Linked DNA regions of Mus musculus: region 2 is linked to region 1. The links are chromatin contacts, called in public Hi-C maps. All regions are on one chromosome and are shown on one strand. The core of a region is the stretch at or near the end of the contact, and the rest is flanking DNA. Distances in the headings are between cores, read along the strand shown.

Region 1 (4,453 bases), core at 427-2,926:
AAATATACTCCTAGAACATGAAACATGGTCTTTCTTGTACAAAGGAAGAAAGATCAGTATCTCTAGGAGATACTGTACACCATCGATTTGCCAAATTACTTATGCTTGGCTTGGTTTGGTTTGGTTTGGTTTGGTTTGGTTTGGTTTTGGGGTTTTTTATGACAGGGTTTCTCCATGTAGCCCTGGCTGGCCTGGAGCTTGTGCTATAGACTGGCCTCCGACTCAGAGAGCAGCTTGTCTCTGCCTAGGACTAAAAGAAAGGTATTAAAGGAGACACTACTATGAAGCTGTCAGACTCCTTTAATACATGCCTGGTCTGAGAGGCAGAGCAACAAACACACAGCATTCACTCACACAGACACACACACACACACACACACACACACACACACACACACACAGACACACAGCATTCATTCACACAGACACACAGACACACAGACACACACAGACACACACACAAACTGTTAAGGCTCAAACCCCACACAAGTAGCTACCATACTTATTAACACACTTCAAAGCTGATGCTGGCCCCCAGGTTCTCCCAGCATCCCTTGGTCCCGACCTGTTATAGTTATAGTATCCTCCTGCCTAGCATACCTGTCCCTCTATCCCGAACTCCCGGCTTCCCTCTGGATAGTTCCTTTGGCACCTATATAACTCAGCCATTTTGGCTACACCAGTCTCTTGGCCAGACTCTTACCGCAGGCCACCCGTCTTGCTCCTTTTCCCCTCCCCCTATCCTCGCATGGCCTGTTCACTCTGGAGTTTGCCAGATGTCTCTACCTTTGGCTGTTTATTTCCTTTTATTTCTAGCTTATATTTCCAGTCATGTTCTCCTTTTATTTCTTTTTTTTTTAAATTCAAACATAATAAAGATCAAATTTTAAAATAATAAAGATCAATATTTACACAATAATAGCAACAGTGACAGGAGCTTGGAGCAGCCTCTTCTCTATGCTATGCTGCATGGAAGGTCAGCTAGTGTCTTCTTCAAAAGAATGGTTTGGGTTTTGTTTCTCTTTTCGCAGGTAAAAACCCACAATGGGGCTTAGTTGAAACATTGTAAATTTTCCCTGATAACAGATGTGATTTTGAAATGCTCACCTCTTCTCTGGAAGGTTGCCAAGGTTCTGCCACAGGTGGCCTCGGATTTTGTCTGTTCTATGTTCTGTGACCTGCTGTTTTTTTCCCCAAGCTCCTCAGACACATCAAAGAGAATGGCTGCCCAAACTGAGGCTGCCGGCTGAAGAATAGAATCAGATCTCTGAAGAACTGGAAGAACAAGCCAAAACCCTGGGAGAGAGGTCAGGATTGAAGTCCCTGATCCTCCAGTGGCCAGTGACATTTGAGATCATCCAGGCCAACCTCTGCATTTCACAGATGAAGAAATGGAGGCCCTGTCACCTCTCACCTTAGTGAAAACCCTAAACCCAGAAATCACAGCCCTGCTCTCCAGAAAGACTGCGGATTAATGTCGGGCACTTGAAACGTCTTTGTTTCTATATGTTTCCTCATTCCTGGTCTCAAGACCTCAGGGAAGGAACCCCCTGTGGTTGTTTATTATTCCGTTGGTATCTGAGCTGAAAATAGAAACCTAGGCCCTATGTCTCCCAGCTCCTCACTCTAACAGTCAACAGAACACTTCCTATGCTTTGCAAATGACTGTCAGCAGGCATTTAGGAAGTTGGCGCTTTGCCAGGTGTTAGTGTTACACACACTGGAGTTTCAATGGCTGAGAGCCAGCGTTTAATACCACAGAAAAAGCTAGCATAATAGTTCTCAAACTATCACATACTCAGTCGGAGGGCAGGGGGGAGTGTGGCACATATCTGTAGTCCGAGCTGAGGCTGAGGCAGGAGGCTAACCTGTACTACATACAGAGCAAGTTCCAGGGCCATTATGAATTGCGTGGAAAGACTTTGTCTTTAAAAGCAAAATAAAATACTTAAAACATATCATTCTTCAATGGCTAGTGTAATGAGGAACGAAAGAAAACATGAAGTATTACTAAGCAGGCCTCAGGTAGTCCATGAACTTATTCTCAAGTTTAGTACTGGTCTCAGTCATGGATGTAGAGTCCAATGCTCGAGTTTGTGAGCACGATAGCATCGAATTCCGGTTTTAGTTTATGGAGAACTTTGGTCCAGTATAATACACATAATCTGAGGTGCTTAATGACTCCTTATCCCCCCAACCACCTCCCTTTTCATGGGAAGTTCCCAATATCAGAATCCATAGTTACAGAGAACGGATGTGGCGCTATGCAGAGGCCTCGGTAAGGAACATGAGGTCCCTTCTGGCCCTCTCTCCTCGGGTTTGGAAATAACTAAATGAGTCCGTTTCCACATTAGATAGCGCGGTGCACACAAGCACTGGAAGTAGAACCCTAGCTAAGATCAGTCCCAGGAGAATGGAATGAAGAGGCGACCTGCAGCACTGAGTTTATGGGTAAAAGGCCCAGGACAAAAGGAGGCAGAGAGAGAGCCTGTAGGTTTTGTGCGCGGCCACCTTGAATATTGAAGAAACTGCAAGATGCACAAGGGAAAGCTAAGGAGGAAGAGAACAGTTCCAAAGAGCACTCTGCAGAGACGGGGGTGGGGGTGGGGGGGGTTGGCTCCTGATCAGCAGTGAGCCCTGTTCAATTGTTAGAAGCCTCGCTGTCCCCTTAGGCGCTGCGCAGTTCTCCGCGCATCCCCGGGGAAGCTGTACTTTCTGTGTAGGTCATTACATAACAAGGCTTATTTGTGGGAGGATGTGGTACAGGTCCTTGGAGAGAGAAGAGAGCTCGACCTCAGACAGAAATATGTCCTCTGAAATTCGAGTTGCTTTCTGCTAATTCCCGTGGAGACTGGTGTCAGGTAACGGAGGACAACCTCATAAACACTGTCCCATCTGTCTGGTCCGCTATGCGGCAGCACTTGGGAGCGCTCGTTTCAGGCCTTGAAGTCAAACCTTTGTATAGCAACCTTGAATAGAAAGGCAGCGGGAAGGTCTATAATACAGTGGGAAAGGTGTTCTCTATCCCTGCGGCTTGGAGCTTTGGGTTTAGACACCCACAGGAGTTGTTTAAAAACACTCGTGCGTTTTGCCAGAAAGTTGAAGAATTGGGAGGTGATCCATAGAGTCCTCTAGTCCTGAGATGGAAGCTTCAAAGGGAAAGGGATTCTTTCTAATCCAAGGGCAAGCATGGATAAAAGGTTCGGAGAGGCTCCACAGCCACAGATGCAGGAGACTTACAAGGCTTCTTATCCTCCGTAAAACACACACACACACACACACACACACACACACACACACACTCACACACAATTAACTTAGGGCTAGGGGTACAGTGGTAGAATAGTTTGCCTAACAAACTTGTATGTGAGTGTGTATATGTTTGTGTGTGTGTGTGTGTATCTTTCTGTGAGTGTGTGTGTATGTATGTATATGATGTGTGTATTTGTGTGTATGGTGTGTGAGTGTGTGTGTATGTGGGTATATGTGCATGCATGGTGTGTGTGTGTGTGTGTATTGTGTGTGACTGTGTGTATGTATATGTATGTATGTATAGTATATGTGTGTATATGTCTCTGTGGTTTGGGTGTATGTGTGTATGCTGGGTGTGTGTGTGTGTGTGTGTGTGTGTGAGAATGTTATTAAAGCTTGAACCTCGCCGGGCGTGGTGGCGCACGCCTTTAATCCCAGCACTCGGGAGGCAGAGGCAGGCAGATTTCTGAGTTCGAGGCCAGCCTGGTCTACAAAGTGAGTTCCAGGACAGCCAGGGCTATACAGAGAAACCCTGTCTCGAAAAACCAAAAACAAAACGCTTGAACCTCAAGCTTTTATGCATGTCAGTCATTCTGCCACAAGTTACATCCCCAAGCTCAATACCACAGAAAATAAAAATTTTAACGTAACTCTAAGTTGAAGGCTTCTTTTTGGTCTGTTTTTTTTTTCACTCTGAGCTTGGTGTACAACAGATCCAGCAGGCTCTGGTGTGCCACAGGGGCCAGGAGCTGCTTTGGACTGCAAGAGCTGCCTATCCGGCCCTAGGACTCCCCTTTCTGTCTGTTAGCTATGCCTTTGCCTCTTCTGTGCAGTAGCTGGAGCCGTGATGAGAACAGGAGACAGAAGTTGGTCAGTGAGTTTAGAGCAGGCACCCCAGAGGCAGTCCAGCTCTTATCCTTGGCCAGAGAGATGCCAAAGGGAGACTCTGGTTTCTGCTTTAAATGTCAGAAGCATTTCTGAGGGGTGGGGAAGAAGGCTATAGTTTCAGGTCTGGTTTCTTGTTATCTCTCTTTGACACAGCCACCTGGAAGGTATTCATGATGCAACCAAAGCCCAGCCACTCTCCCTTTATCCAGCAGCTTTAGAAAGGATCCCAGGGCTTTCGTGGTGCAAGTGGGTTATATCTATTATCATCTTAGTAGGGATGCAATTACTCTTTGGGCCCGTGTACTCAACCGGT
Region 2 (4,000 bases), core at 494-2,993, 170 kb after region 1:
GAGTTTCATAAGGATGCCTTGGAAGTTAGGCTTGGTAAGGAGCACAAGTTCAAAGTCAAGGCCATCACAGGGACCGTGAAGACTCGTACCAGAGTTTGAATCCCTCCGATTGGAGAGAGAATTGGCCCCACAAGCCGTTCGTTCTCGTCTCCCAACATGGTATGAGCACCCATGCACACGTAGCCCCAAATACATACAATATCCAACATTTGTAGATCTTTGTGATCAGTCTGGGAGGCGTCTGGCCACACAATTGGTGCATAATAAAAGCAGACAGACAGAAGCAACCTGACTCCGGGATAATGATGGGCAGCAAGAAGTTGTCCCACAGCAGACATCTGGGTAGCGTGAAGCCACATGTTTACTAATAAGATTTCCTGGCAGGCCGGGTGGCACACGCCTTTAATCCCAGTACTTGGGAGGCAGAGGCAGGCAGATTTCTGAGTTCGAGGCCAGCCTGGTCTACAGAGTGAGTTCCAGGACAGCCAGGGCTACACAGAGAAACCCTGTCTCAAAAAAACAAAACAAAACAAAACAAACAAACAAACAAAAAAGATTCCTTGACAGAAGAGAGTCCTGAACCCTGTGACTCACAGGCTGTGAAATCAGCGGGCTGCCCTCCAACTCTTCCATAATTTCACAGGGTTCATTGTAAAGAAAGTCTGTCTTCAGGTTTGCTGCTGTATCAGAGGCCCACCAGTCACCACAGAAATAATAAAAACATTACCAGGGGCTGGAGAGATGGCTCAGCAGTTAAGAGCACTGGCTGCTTTTCCGAAGGTCCTGAGTTCAAATCCCAGAAACCACATGGTGGCTCACAACCACCCATAATGAGATCTGATGCTCTCTTCTGGGGTGTCTGAAAACAGTTACAGTGTACTTACATATAATAAATAAATAAATCTTTGGGGAAAAAAATTACCCAGAAGTCCAGAAAGTGGAAAACTCTATCTCAAGGAGAAATGAAATGTATCCCGAATACATAGAGATAAAGAATGACCATCACGGCTGCTGTCTGTCCTCAGACAGAAAAATCATCTCTACAGTCAGCCATGGCAGTGAACACCCTTCATCCCAGCACTGGAAAATAGAGGCCATAGGATCTCTGTGAGTTCAAGGCCAGCCTGTTCTTCATAGTGAATTACTGAAAAGTCAGAGCATAATACTACACGATAGATAGTATATAATTAACTATTAGTTAATTAATTACATTATAGACTGTGTCTATTATAATTATAGACAGATATAAAGAGATAGGCATAGCTAGATAGAGATAAGTATAGATATATCTATAATTATAGATAAATAATATAAACACATATAACATAAATATAACATAAGACACATGTGTGTTTTAAATATTATATGTGTGTGATTTACAATAAAGGACTTCCAAAACCAAAATGACAATTGAACAATTGTATAGTGAAAACCTTGATAAATATTTTGCAAAAAGAATGAAATATAGAAACTTAAGATGGCCACATGTATCTTGGTAAGCTTCTCCACAAACTGACTTGAGTATACTTAAATGCTACAAAAAAAAAAAAAAATATATATATATATATATATATATATGTATATACCTAGTGGATCCCCACCATGTACCCAGTGGATCCCCACCATCTAGGATTTGGCCTTTGAGATCCAAAATTAGCTACTAATTCTCCCAGAACTAATCAGGATGCAGAGGACTGATTGGCACGTGCACAGCAGATGTGCTTGCTCCTGTGCTTCTAGCGCCACCTCCTGGGAAGCAGGCGCATTTACCTTCTATTCGAAGGGATAGAAACATCTGCAACCCTATAGGTGGAACAACAATATGAACTAACCAATACCCCTCCAGAGCTCGTGTCTCTAGCTGCATATGTATCAGAAGATGACCTAGTCGGCCATCAGTGGAAAGAGAGGCCCATTGGTCGTGCAAACTTTATATGCCTCAGTACAGGGGAACGCCAGGGCCAAGAAGTGGGAGTGGGTGGGTAGGGGAGCGAGTGGGGGACTTTTGGGATAGCATTGGAAATGTAATTGAAATAAATACCCAATAAAAAAATATGGAAATAAAAAAGAAACCTAAGACTAAGAGTTGTGAAAAGGAAGGCAGGGTTGGCTCTCCCAAGAAGGAATAGGAAGCCTGGGGGTGGGGGGCAATATACAGAGGAAAAAACAAAAAACAAAACAGTCAAAATGGCACAGGACTGGGCAGGCAGAACTCATAGACCCTGGCACTCACTGGGCCAGTCTAGACTAGTCAAGTCCAGGCCAGTAAGAGACACTGCCTCAAAAGGGAACATGGGTAGGGCATGGTGGTCTACACCTTTGGTCCTAGCATGAGAGGAAGAGGCTAGCCTGGTATAGAGAGACCCTGTCTCAAAAACCAAACAAGACAAACATTTTACCATAGCTGAGACCATAAAAAAGCCTCAGCTGTGTCCTATGGTAGAGGAAACTTAGCCAACATGGAATGCTACTGAATCCAGTTTTATATGGGTTCCGAAGGCTTGAACTCAGGACCTCTCTAAACCATCTCCCCAACTTAGAATTTTTGTTTAAGTACTTTTATGGGTTGTGTTTGTTTTAGAGACAAGATCTCTGTCTGTCTGTCTGTCTGTCTGTCTGTCTTATTTGTTTTGGTTGAAACAGGGTCTCTCTGCATAGCCCTCGATGTCCTGGAACTCCCAGAGTTCCTGCCTCTCTGCCTGCTGAGTGCTGGGATTAAAGATGTGTGCCACCACAATCAGCACACTTGAACTTTTGATCCTCCTGCCTCCACCTCCTATGTGCTGGTACGATGTAGAATGCCCCATGTAGTTAGTTGTTTGCGGTTCTAGGGAATTAAGCACAGCGTTTCTTATGTCCTTTGGAAGCACTCTGCCAATAGAGCTACAGCCCACCCCTTTTGTCCATGTTACGTTGTTTTAGATGCAGCATTTGGCAACCAATTCTGTATTCTGATCAGGGAACCCAACAGCTCATTCCCATCCTTGGGATCCAGGCTCCCATCTTTTCTACAAATTGAAAGAAAGGCTGAGAGAATCGAACCAGTGTCATGAGGACAGCGTATCCAAAGCGTTGGTCTTGGTTGTAACCACCTTTGTCTTCTCCAATCTCTTCCCAGGAGTCATTGCTCCAGTGGAAGGAACTGCCTTCGACCTGAGAAAGCCAGTGGAGCTTGGAACACACCTGCAGGATTACCACATCCATGGTTTCGACCATAATTTCTGTCTGAAGGAGTCAAAAGAAAAGAAGTTTTGTGCAAGGTTGGGACTTGGTTCTTAGTGTCTCTCCATGGGAGGAGAAACTGCAGGTCTTATTTTGAGGAGCATTCCCTGTGGCGGTTTCAATAGCGCCTAACGGGAACAGAGGTCAAATGCCACACCCCATTGTAGGCTCCGTCCTCCCCCAACCTCACATCCTTCCTGTCACCTTACCCAGAATGCTCCCTGGCTTTTCATCTCTGCTTAGACTATAAGCCCCTTTTCTCTAATTCTCTGAGGCCCAAATCTCCTGTTCTGGTCCCCCTGCCTTCTCTAAACTCCAGAGCCCTTGGTCCTTTCCTCCTGTACCTTTCCTCCTTGGAGCTCTGGGAACAGGGGCCTCTTAGGCTCCCCTGCTCAGGAAACCTTCCTTGTGTGTACATCAGGCTCCTGTCCTCCCCACCCCTACCCAAGGAGCGCTTCCCACCGTCTCCCCATTGATTCAGATCCTGGGCCTCCTCTTCCGAAACATTTTTCTCCAGCCTCTTGTTTGACAATGTATTTTGCTTTTAAATTTTTTTGTTATATTATTAGTGTGTATTAGGGGGAGGGTGGGAAAGAGAGAAGGAGGGATTGAGGGAGGGAGGGGGAGAGAGAGAATATCTTTCAGAAATGTATTCTCAAGCTTGTATTGGCAGAGCCATCTCACCAGTCCAACAACATACTTTACATGATTTCTATATGATTTGCCTACTGGCTTAAGACTGTGTGACACAGGCCTTTATATCCCTTTGACAAGAAGT

What was found. Hi-C and Micro-C count contacts between places; a contact is called where the count stands out from the background.
Region 2: a contact with region 1 is called in a Hi-C map of bone marrow-derived macrophages, with 72 read pairs. The contact joins two enhancer-like sites. A contact is called at or near these places in 1 of 39 promoter capture datasets (embryonic stem cells), 10 of 15 datasets of contacts at CTCF or cohesin (CD8 T cells, the G1E-ER4 cell line, the NIH/3T3 cell line and 4 more), 82 of 484 Hi-C or Micro-C datasets (the Ba/F3 cell line, the C2C12 cell line, CD4 T cells and 43 more), 22 of 115 datasets of contacts at active chromatin or transcription factors (CD8 T cells, T-cell acute lymphoblastic leukemia, bone marrow-derived macrophages and 9 more) and 1 of 9 other capture datasets (embryonic stem cells).

Annotation. Positions count from the first base shown.
Region 1 is chr17:80,007,340-80,011,792 of GRCm38.p6, forward strand. No RefSeq gene overlaps it. Among named protein-coding and RNA genes, the nearest start is that of Gm22215, 24 kb to the right of the region's middle. Within about 2 kb of position 1,677, at least 44 of the 459 cell types and tissues checked have an H3K27ac peak or open chromatin away from gene starts, as enhancers often do. A contact at or near this core is called in bone marrow-derived macrophages, where this site is marked.
Region 2 is chr17:80,178,443-80,182,442 of GRCm38.p6, forward strand. Galm (galactose mutarotase) reads left to right here. Exons shown (of 7, transcript NM_176963.4): 5 at 3,119-3,260. Among named protein-coding and RNA genes, the nearest start is that of Gm51284, 15 kb to the right of the region's middle. Within about 2 kb of position 1,744, at least 1 of the 459 cell types and tissues checked has an H3K27ac peak or open chromatin away from gene starts, as enhancers often do. A contact at or near this core is called in bone marrow-derived macrophages, where this site is marked.